Linked DNA regions of Mus musculus: regions 1 and 2 are each linked to region 3. A link is a contact called in public HiCAR-type and promoter capture Hi-C data. All regions are on one chromosome and are shown on one strand. The core of a region is the stretch at or near the end of the contact, and the rest is flanking DNA. Distances in the headings are between cores, read along the strand shown.

What was found. Promoter capture Hi-C pulls out the DNA fragments that hold promoters and counts their contacts. HiCAR-type assays count read pairs that join an accessible place to other places.
Region 1: a HiCAR-type map of astrocytes shows a contact between it and region 3, with 4 times the contacts expected there. The contact joins the promoter of Tgfbr1 here to the promoter of Tex10 in region 3. A contact is called at or near these places in 8 of 39 promoter capture datasets (the C10 cell line, embryonic stem cells, hippocampal neurons and 3 more), 3 of 484 Hi-C or Micro-C datasets (B cells, the HL-1 cell line and embryonic stem cells), 2 of 115 datasets of contacts at active chromatin or transcription factors (astrocytes and pro-B cells) and 1 of 9 other capture datasets (liver).
Region 2: a contact with region 3 is called in a promoter capture Hi-C map of liver, with 5 times the contacts expected there. The contact joins the enhancer-like site here to the promoter of Tex10 in region 3. A contact is called at or near these places in 11 of 39 promoter capture datasets (the 3T3-L1 cell line, cranial neural crest, embryonic stem cells and 6 more), 1 of 15 datasets of contacts at CTCF or cohesin (large pre-B cells), 5 of 115 datasets of contacts at active chromatin or transcription factors (embryonic forebrain, embryonic limb bud, forebrain and 2 more) and 2 of 9 other capture datasets (embryonic stem cells and liver).

Annotation. Positions count from the first base shown.
Region 1 is chr4:47,351,239-47,354,729 of GRCm38.p6, forward strand. Tgfbr1 (transforming growth factor, beta receptor I) reads left to right here and starts at 1,984. Exons shown (of 9, transcript NM_009370.3): 1 at 1,984-2,158. The coding sequence starts at 2,074. Gm32435 (a long non-coding RNA gene) reads right to left here. Exons shown (of 3, transcript XR_390551.4): 3 at 1,076-3,000.
Region 2 is chr4:47,435,650-47,439,164 of GRCm38.p6, forward strand. No RefSeq gene overlaps it. Among named protein-coding and RNA genes, the nearest start is that of Alg2, 37 kb to the right of the region's middle. Within about 2 kb of position 2,207, at least 180 of the 459 cell types and tissues checked have an H3K27ac peak or open chromatin away from gene starts, as enhancers often do. A contact at or near this core is called in embryonic forebrain, forebrain, hippocampal neurons and 2 more, where this site is marked.
Region 3 is chr4:48,471,952-48,475,192 of GRCm38.p6, forward strand. Tex10 (testis expressed gene 10) reads right to left here and starts at 1,512. Exons shown (of 15, transcript NM_001355740.1): 1 at 1,315-1,512.

The sequences.
Region 1 (3,491 bases), core at 734-3,233, 1.1 Mb before region 3:
ATTAAAGATAACCAGAGAAAAAATTCCTATGAGATTAATTATTCATGCATAGCATAAAAATCTCTTGAGATCTTATGCAAGACACAGACTAGATCAGAAAAAGAAAAATAGGGGGGGCATCTTGGCATGTGGCTGCAACCCCAGGCCTGGGGGAGGGGAGGTGGAGGACTAAGGAAGGAGGATTCCGAGTTTCAGTCTAGCCTGGTTTGCATAGTGAGACCCCCATCTTTAAAAACCAAGGGCTGGGGGCCGGAGAGATAGGTTAATAGTTAAGAGACTGCTGCTCTTGCAGAGGAAGTGGTTCCGTTCTTAGCATCCTTGTTAGGTGGCTCACAGTTCCACTCCAGGTGTCACTCCAGTTCCAAGTGATTGGACGCCCTCTTCTGGACCCCACAAGCACTACTTGCATACGGTGCACATAGGAGCACAAGAGCTGGGGGTATAGCTTATGAGTAGAGTACTTGCCTAGGAAGTACAAGGCTTTAGGGGTGGGGGTGAGGCGGGGGCAGTCACTGGAGATTTTAGGTGTGTCAGGCTCTTTATATCTCCCAGAGAGATTTCATTAGAAGCTGGTCAAATTTAGTCCCTGTAACCTCAGGGCATTTGAGCCAGGGGGGCCAGGGGAGCCAGGGGAGGCAGGAACTGATGGTTCTGGAGTCCCAGAGAGCAGGCCTGTTCAGGTTCTGGCAGGTTGAGGACTTGCTGAAGCGTGTCCTAGCTGGAGCCGAGGAGCAGTCTCAGACCCCAGCTCTTAGCCCCCACGGTTTGCTTTCATAAGCAGGATCAAACTCTTGGAAAGTGGCTATAAAGCAATTTACCAACAGCTACTAGAGGCCGGCTGATTCCTACTACGGAGCTTTATTTAATTCCGAGTTCAAATCACACAGAAAATAACATTTTCTCCTTAAAAGGTTCTGCGGAAAAATGCTGTCGGTGCCATGCGGCCGCCTCCGTGACTGTGTTTGTGTCTGAAGAAAGGACTAGTCTGACAGGAAGAATTACAAATCTGGAGCTCATTTTGGCGTCCCAGAGGGAAGGTGGGTGGAGCGTCTCACAGTAAATTAGGAATTCAGAATGAAAGCGGAGCTGAGTTTATTTGGGTTTTTAGTGACACCTCGAAATTATTACACAGGAGTGTCGGAGACAACTCAAAGTACCTATGACTGCTCCCGCTTCGCCCCGGGGCGGGATGCTTCTTCGTAGGGCAATCCTCCCTCCTTCGAAACCCGTGGGCCTCTCCGCTTCCACGCGGGGACAGCAAAGGTGGGAGGGAAGGAGGGCGGCGGGGACCCTTAGTCTGGGTCTTTTTACGGTGCCGAGACACAGAGGCCACTCGGGGGTGTGTCTGAGCTCCACCTTGGGATTCCGAAACTGGGCTCCGACTTTGAGACTGGAATTTGGGGAGAGGACGACGAGGTCTGGGGCGGACGTGGAGTGCAGAAAGAAATCGGACTGTCTTTGCGGGGAGGCTGGAAGCCGCGGGTCTAGGGTGGGGGAAGTTGAACCCCGGACAATATTGAGGGTCCGAGTGGCGAGAGTTGGGTTTTGCGGGTGCAGGACTGTGCAGGGGAAGTCAGGGTGGGGTTGGAGTAGAAGAAAAGAGCGTGCAACGGTCACAGTCTTTCCCTGAGCAACTCTCACAGGCACACCCTGCGCTCAGTCGGGACCGTGGGCTCCCTCGGGCGCGCAGACTGGGACCCTGCCCCCACCCGCCGCGGGAGCGCGAGCTGCCCGCTGTGGCTGGAGTAAAGGCGCCCAGCGGTGAGGGGGCGTGGTCAGAGGCCCAGCAGTGCGGGGGCGTGGTTAGAGGCAGAAACCCACGGCCGCTCATTGGTAGCCCAGGGCCCCGCGGGCGGGGCTCTCGGCTAGGTCCCGCTAGGGCGCTCGCGGGCGGCGGGGGAGGCGGGGTCGGCGGGAGCCGGGCAGCCAATGGGCGTACGCCCCTCGAGCAGTTACAAAGGGCCGGAGCGAGGCCGCGGCGGCGGCGGGGAGGTGGGGCGAGGAGGGGCGAGGCTTCCTGAGGAGAAGCTGCGGCCGGGGCCGGGCCGGGCCACAAACAGTGGCGGCGGGACCATGGAGGCGGCGGCCGCTGCTCCACGTCGTCCGCAGCTCCTCATCGTGTTGGTGGCGGCGGCGACGCTGCTCCCGGGGGCGAAGGGTGAGTGGCGGGCGGGTGGCTGCGGGGCGCGCGGGCCGGGCCGGGCCTCTGGCTCGCTTCAGCTCTTTCTCAAACATGGCGCGGGGCCGGGGGCGCAGGTGGCGGCGCCCGGCCGGCCGGGCGCTCCTGACCCGGCAGGCGCCACGCGAGCCGGGGCGGGGAGGAGAGGCGGGGCGGGGGCGGTGTCGAGCGCGGGTGGCGGAGCACCGAGCAGAGGCCGGCCCTCTTGGGCTCCCGGGGGGCAGCGGCTGGCGAGCCTGCCGAGGTCGGGGGCTGCCCTTAGGGGTGCGAGGCCGGCCGGGACCGTGGCCCCCTGATTCCACTGCCTAAATGCGCCCCGGCCTGAAGCTGTTGGGGCGTGGGCGGGCACCGGCGTGGAGGCGCTCCGGGGCCGGGCGCTTGGAGGGCTCCCCGGAGGGTCGAAAGGGGCGCCGTGGGCAGAGACCCCGGGTGGGCCGCACCGCCGTGAGTGCCGACGCCCGCCTAGGGCGACTTTTCTTCAACCAGGGGCTTTGTGTGAGAAGCAGGCGCGAAGATGCGCGGAATGTTCTCGCTTCGTGAGTCTGGGAAGAGTTCAGAGTCCAGTAACCAGAAGGCTGCAGATTGTCTTCTTGCTAGTAGAAACTTGAACGTTTGCTCACTCTGCAGATTTGGGAACGTTTGAATGGGAACGGTTCTGTAGAATTGATCAAATTATTCCTTTTCTCGAGGGGATCGTTGCTTTGGGTGTATCATTTCCCTAAGCGGTAGTTTTAAAACCAGACCTCTGTGTAGCTGGGGTTTGAAGGGAAATGTGTGGTTTCCCAAAATATTAAAGCCGGTCGTGATACTGGTTGTCACCTCTGGAGGGAAGATTGAAAAAAACTTTGTCAGGAACCAATTAAAATAGGAGAAAGCAAAATACTGAGGCTCGGCATTAGCAACCTGCATACAGTGAAAATACATTTTTGTTGCGGAAATTGGATAACAACATTTTAAAAAGCAAAACAAGCCAAAACAAAAGTCTCTCCAGACTGTGGATGCCAACTATGATTAAACTTAATAGTTACTGTTTATTGGGAGTTGATTATAATGCAGATGTAAAAGACACAGTATCAGAACCCTCGCAGTACCAGTATTTGTCCTGTATATTGACATGAAAACTGAGGTGCAGAAGATTAAGTTCTTAGTAAGTGCAGAAATTAGGATTTGCACTTAGGCTTTCAGGGTTCAAAATCTGTGCACCTGTTACACCAAAGTAGCATGACTCACTTAAAGAACAGTTGATATTTGATAACATAACTTAGCCATCAGTTTCTTAGTTTACTTGAACATTCTCTTTACATAGGTCTAC
Region 2 (3,515 bases), core at 957-3,456, 1.0 Mb before region 3:
GTAGGCGTCACAGGGAGGAAACCGTGTGAGACAGTGATGGAGTCAATTGCTTTCTGCCATCTTGCTTTCCCAAAAGCATCGTGTATGGTCCACCTACGCCGGAATCTTCTCCTCGTGGATCCAGAATCGCTGAGTCACCCTCTCAGGCCAAGCTCTGACTTAAACATTTTGCTAAGCTCTCAGAGTCGCTTTCCGCCTCTCTAAAGTTTGGGGTCCACTGGGTGGCAGAACCCAGCCTCCACCTTACCAACACCACGATGGCTCGATCAATTCCCAACCAGGCTCTTCCTCCTGGGCCCCTCAAAACTCATTTCTCTCCCCGCCGCTCGCTCGCCGATCATTTCTCCAGCCCCGTTCACACAGCTGGCATTTATCTTTATTGCTGCTCTGTTTATTGATTTAGGGCCATCTCTGCAATTCGTCAAGCCTCGATCCCATTTTAATCTGGGCCTCCGAAGTGGCAAAGATCCCTTCCAGCTTCAGCGCTTGCAGAAATGTGATTAGCTGAGGCTCCCTTCCATCCTTCAAGCCATTAATGGAAATAGTAAATGGTCCCGGTTTGGCACGAAGGTCTTCCGGGTCTCTGGGGATGTATGAGTCCCTCACGCGTCACCAGCTCTGCCTGGACAGTGGCTCCCCACCGTCATGCACATTTCAGTGGTGGATTGTTGCTTCCCTATTACGAATCTATGCAGAAATCCTAGTTATTAATTAGTTCACTCATTCAATATAAACACTCAAGGGGAAATATAACCTGAGGTCGTGTCATTTTCCCTCTCATAAATGGTTTGATGACCTCAGGGAGAGGGAGTCTATGGGAAGGACATGTGCAGAAAAGCATGCTTCCGCCAGGGGTGGTGACTCACACCTGTAATCCCAGCACTGGGGAGACTGAGGCAGGGGGACAGCTGAGAGTTCCAAGTTGGTCTCAGGTATCTCCTACCTCCTAAGTGGTTTTCATAGACAGGAGCTTGGCTTTTGCGAAGCACACATGACAGACAAAGCTCACTTCCCAGGTTTTCCTCATGAAGGCCAGAAAGCAACTGTGCCACTCACTTTAATCTCTCTTTCTTATTAATTTATTTATTCACTTTGCATCCTGATCAACCCCCTTCCTCCACTCCCCCCAGTCTCACCCTTACAAATCCCTCTCCCCCATTACTCCCTCATCTTCTCCTTAGAGAAAGTAAAGCCCCCTGGGGTACCACCCCACCCTGAGACATCCAGTCCTAGATGGACTACACACCCCTTTTCCTGAGGACCAACCAGGCAGTCCAAGTAGAGGAAGGGGATCCAATGGCAGCCACAGGGTCAGACAGCTCAGTTGTTAGGGGACCCACATGAAAACCAAGCTGCACATCTGCTACAAGTGTATAGGGAATCTAGGTCCAGCCCACTGGTTAGTGGTTCGGTCTCTGTGAACCCCCACAGGCCCAGGTTAGTTGTGGTGTCTTTGACCACTCCGGCTGGCTTAATCCTATCCCCTACTCTTCCACAGGACTCCCCACAGGCCACCTGATGCTTGTGTCTGCTTCCATCTGCTCCTAGGTAAAGCCTCTCAGGAGACATATGTCTCCCCTTTTCAATAAGGTAGTATGAAATACAGAGAAAGTATATGTGAAGCACCCTAAGGGGCAGGGCAGAGGGAGGGAGGATGGCAGTGTTCCCACTCCGGCAGGCTGTACGAGCAGGGAGCTTCCCCGGGGCTGATTCTCTTGGAAGCCCAGCCCTAGAGAAGACACGCTGGACTGGTGTTTCCCATAATACTCCTGGGAGAGGGGAACATTGGACAGGCAGGCAGAGAAGCAAGCTCTGGAGCACGGTGCCCAGCTTCCCTGTGGCCTCATTCATACACCTGCCACACAGTGCCAGGAGACCTGGCGTTAAGGAGCCACCTTTCTCAAAGGAGCCCGATCCTCATGGAGATTGCCGCTGCTCTGAAAATATAGCGGGCGTGGCCATCCTCTCAGCTGACACACCCTTTGACCCCTTTGAATGCTTGGAGCTGGCAGATGCCTAGAGCTGAGGACACTTACATGTATGTTCAAACAAGTATAAGAAGCTGCACCCCCCGCCCCCTTCAGACAGAGCAGAGATGAACCAGAAGGCCCCCCGCCCCCATCTCCAGCAAAGGCGGGACAAGCCAGCTGCCTGGAGGAGGGGCATAAGAGTCAGTTCCCCACGGACGACTTCGTTGACAGCTGAAGGGTGAGGTGGAGCGACAAGGAGACACTCGCTCACCCTTCACCCCTCATGAGTGCTGGGGCAGCGCTGCTGGCTGGTCATTTCCCAAAAGCTTGCCAAAACAAGCGACATAAATCAAATTTTCATTTCATTCCTTCAGGCTCGACCCTTCCGTCAGGCACTCAACAGCTGCCTCCTGAGCAGATGTACAGCTCATTAGTCTATCGTGCCGCTAGAGCCAAGTCCAGGACCCCAACCCCCATTCCGGGGCGGGGGTTGGGGGGGGGGCGGTAGGGAAGGACGCTAGCAGCCTTTGTTCTTCCACTGTCGAGCACTTCGCATATCAGCCACCAGGGGGCGAAAGCTGCACATACATCGTTGGTTCCCAGAGCCAGCTCAACCCTACAACCCTCTCGCCTGGCGTTTGGAAGGCGATCAGGGAGGGATGGTGAGACCTTCCTCTACCTCCAGAGCTTTTCAAGCCTTTAACGTGTAGGAATATCTTGTTTGGTGCGAGGATGCTTGGTTTAGGCAGACAGAACTGGATTCAGATGCCTGGTCTGATGCTCTCAGCCTTTGGGCCTTCATGATGAAATGTGATGGTATCGCTTGCTGTGGGACCCCACCCGGTGATCCTGAGGCTAACGTGAGGCAGATGAAGTGAGGAGCAGCTAAGCATCGTGACAAGGAAGTTCTCTAGGGACATAGAGTGCATGCAATTTCTCATGTCTTTATTTTCTCTTACTATGTCTCATTAACCACACATTTAAGCCTCTTATTTAATATAGATGAACAGAATCATATTCAGAATATCTCTGTGTTCTCTGTCTCTCTCAGACACACGCACGCACACACACACACACACACACACACACACACACACACACACACACACACACACGTCTCTGTCTCTCCAGGGCTGGAGATAGAAACCAGGGCCTTGCACATGCTCAGTAATTACTCTACCATTGAGCTATGTTCTCAGAGTCGTCTTTCTTCTCTAAAACAAACCAAGCCAAGAAGCGCCATGTGTTTATCTGTAAATCAACATGTCTATAAATCGATTCCACCAGTTGTCCCCATCCTTAAGTGTGGAGTCCAAGAAGCAGCAATAGGTTGGAGAGTGAAGCTGTTTCTGTTGTGCCTGTGGCTCACCCGTTCTCTCCCTTGTGGACCTGTGGTCCTCTCCCTACTCTACCCAGGATCCTCCCCTCCCCCTGCTTCCTTTGCTGCTGCGACTCAAGGTGGAGTCGCCTCCGCTACCCCCACAATTCTGACATTAGCAACCTGCCCCAGGTGACTTTCTAAAGGGAGGTGGGTTCCTGCCACAT
Region 3 (3,241 bases), core at 262-2,761:
GCTTACCATACCCAGAGCTGTAAGCTGACAGTTGTTTCAAGCACACATGCATGTGTTAGTCAGCCTCAGGACCAACACCTACCAAACATACAAGCCTCACACACCCAGAAAGCCCCGGGACTCATCCCTTTTAATACAAAGCTGGTTTTTACCTATTAAGCAAGCATACTCTGTAAGTTTTTTCTTACAATTTTATCAGTAGTGTTTCCAGAGATAAAAGAAAACGGTTCACAAGAAAGAAAAATTGACCCTGTGACATCTTGCATTATCCTCTAGGCACTCTTTCACGTGTGATGATGGGTCGGTCGGTCTGTCTCTAGCAATCTACATCAGACCTCATTCTCAGTAAGTTGTGCCGTATCACTTCAAGTACACTCTCATCAGTCTGCTAGGAAAATTATGAGGGCTAATAACTTTTAAATCTCGACAATTATTTACAGAAACATACTGACAATTTTTTTCCCACTAGGAACTTGGTTAAAGTTCCATTAGATGCTGCTATTATTTCCATTTAAAGATTTTCGTAACACTGGAAGTCAAATAGCTCTACTAGACTAGACCACTTTTACAGCAGTAGATAGTACAAGGAAGCTAACTCCAGCCTCGGAGCCTGAGCTCTCACTGGACTTGATCACCTTTTTGGTAAGCTTGAAAACTCACATACACATACACATACACATACACATGCCTGCTGCAGGTCAGTCTTAATGCTAACCTGAGCGGAAGAAAGACTGCAACTTAAGCAGACTCCCAAGTAGTTTGCCCTGCGGCCAGCCCATTACCTTTCCTCCTTATTTCCAACTATTCCCGCTCTCCAAAAGAAAGGAAGAAATCAAGGAGAGAAAGTAAGCATTGCAGCAGTTGGCCTACGGTGATTCTCTCCAACCCTTCGCGTCTCCAAAGTTCCCCAAATTCGAGGGGGCAGAAAGAGAGGGTCCTCCGTCAAGGGGAGGGGGAGGAGGGCAGCGATCAGATCCGCCCGCCCGTTTTCGAGCTCGCACACCAAAAATGGAAACTCCGTTTGTCTTTTTTTTTTTTTTTCCCAAAGAAAAACCATGGTTCCTATACCTCAGTGGACGTCGAGTGGAGTCTCTGGCCCGACCCCCACACGCCGGCCTAACACCCGCCGAGCCTCCGAATCGGACCGCGGCCGCTTGAGGCGTTTCGGAAGCCCCTCGGCCGGCTCTCACGCTCGGGGTGGGGGGACAGCTAGGACCCCGGCCGCCCTACCCGCCGCCACAGTCCGTCCCTCCGCCTGGGCCTCGCGTGTCCGCGCCCCAGAAGAGCCGTGCAGGACAGACAGACGCCGCTCACCTGAGAGCCCGGACGGACCCGGAACGCGGAGACGCGGCGGAGAGCGAGCGACCGTCAAGCCCCGCAGGAGCACGCCGTGAACCGCCGGCCGCAGGCTTTCCGCTCGCTCCCAGAGCGTGTTTTCAAATCGCCTCGTCCTCACGCGGACGCGTCTCCTTCCGCCGCCCGGAAGTGGGGGCCCTCCCTCGCCGCGCTCACGTGACCGCAGGTCGCAATCGCGCGCAGCCGGAGGGCGGGTCCAGATTTGCACGCCACGCCCCCTCTAAGAGGGGCTGCGCCGGAAGCTGGAGGAAAGAGAGGAGGGTCTAGGGTCCAGCAAGCCGAGTCAGGTCTTCCAGCATCCTTGGCTTGGAGGATGTTGGCTGGTTACAGCTTGAAAGGCGGTCTTCTCCCCCCAAGGACTTCAGTTCTTCAAACCTGGAGCTAGAGAAAAGTATAAACTGAGCTTAATTGAGGAAGGAAAAAGTTTCGGACAGCAAAGATAGCATTTCTGGGAAGGGTAACCTGGACTAAAGGCAAATAGACAAATGCTAAGAGGTTACAAACTATACCTTGTGGCAGAGTCCCGGAAACCTAGGACAGGGTTTTCCCCAATTCAACATTTTCAGCATATAATTAACTTCTACTAATCAAAGTAAGTGGATTTAGAGAAATTTGAGACATTAAAATGCCTACAAAGAAGATGTGAAGAAAGAAATCTTGAAAACAAAACCATCTAAAGATTGACTTAGCCACATATAAGGAAAAGCATACAGATAGAGTGTCAGCCTAGAGTCAAATTTGTCTTTGCAGCTTCCTACATATAAGAACTAGAAAAGCCTAATACCTTATATTGAGGTTCAATATACGAAGTAGGGATAAAACGATAATAACTAAATTCAGGAGACCCAAGCATCAGAATTAAGGTCACACCTCCTCTGTGTTAATGAATAAAGAATAAAGCCAAAAAGCCACCACACAGACAACCTCCCCTCCCCCACCGCACCTGCCTTGGGAGTTGATGACATTATATGTAAAACTATAAAATAAAAAAAAAATTATAAAGGCTTATGCCACCTAGATATGCCCCCTAAACTCCAAAATGCTACCAGCTTATTCAGAACTTCTCCCTTCAGCTTTGCAATGTATATCTATCTCAGTATCAACAAGGACTAAAAGATAACTCTGCACATCCATTCTGAAATATTTTCCTACAACCTCTTCACCTTAAATAGCATCCCATCCTGCCAGTTACTCAAGCCAAACCTTAAAAGCTGGCATCTTTCTGAGACCATGTGGCTTCTAACCCAGGAGAAAAACCAGCTGGCTCTGACTTCCACTATTAATCACCATCTCCCTGGCTACCTTCAAGGTCCACATCACCCCGATCAGAGGAAAGAGCCGGGAACACATTTCTCTCCATCTTAGACCCCATACAGTCTAACATTTGCAGAGCAGTTCTCGGAATATTTTTTTATATATGGCAAAGCATGTCACTATAAAACTCTTCGGTGGTTCCCCATGTCACTTACCCCCCCAAATCTAGAGTCCTTCTGATGGCCTCAAATCCTACCATATTGGAACAGTCCTTTGCAGTCCTCTGAGCACTGTTTTGCTATGTTCCCTTTTCTCTCTGTTCCTGTGACCTTCACTTCTTTGCTCTCCTTAAATACAAGAGACGTGTACCCCTTTATCTTTCTAGTTAGACCTTTTCTTTATATTCCTATCTGCCTGAAGTACACAACCCAGTAAATCCACTGGACAAATTTCCCTCACTTGAATTTGCTCAAACATCTTCTACCTTCAAGGTATGCCTATCCTGGTGGCCTGAATTAAAAATCATAACATATTGTCCTACATATAGACATTTCCTTCCTCTGCTCAACATTTTTCTTTCTTAGGGTGTACCACCTTCTAATGTACTGTATAATTTACATACCGCTTACTA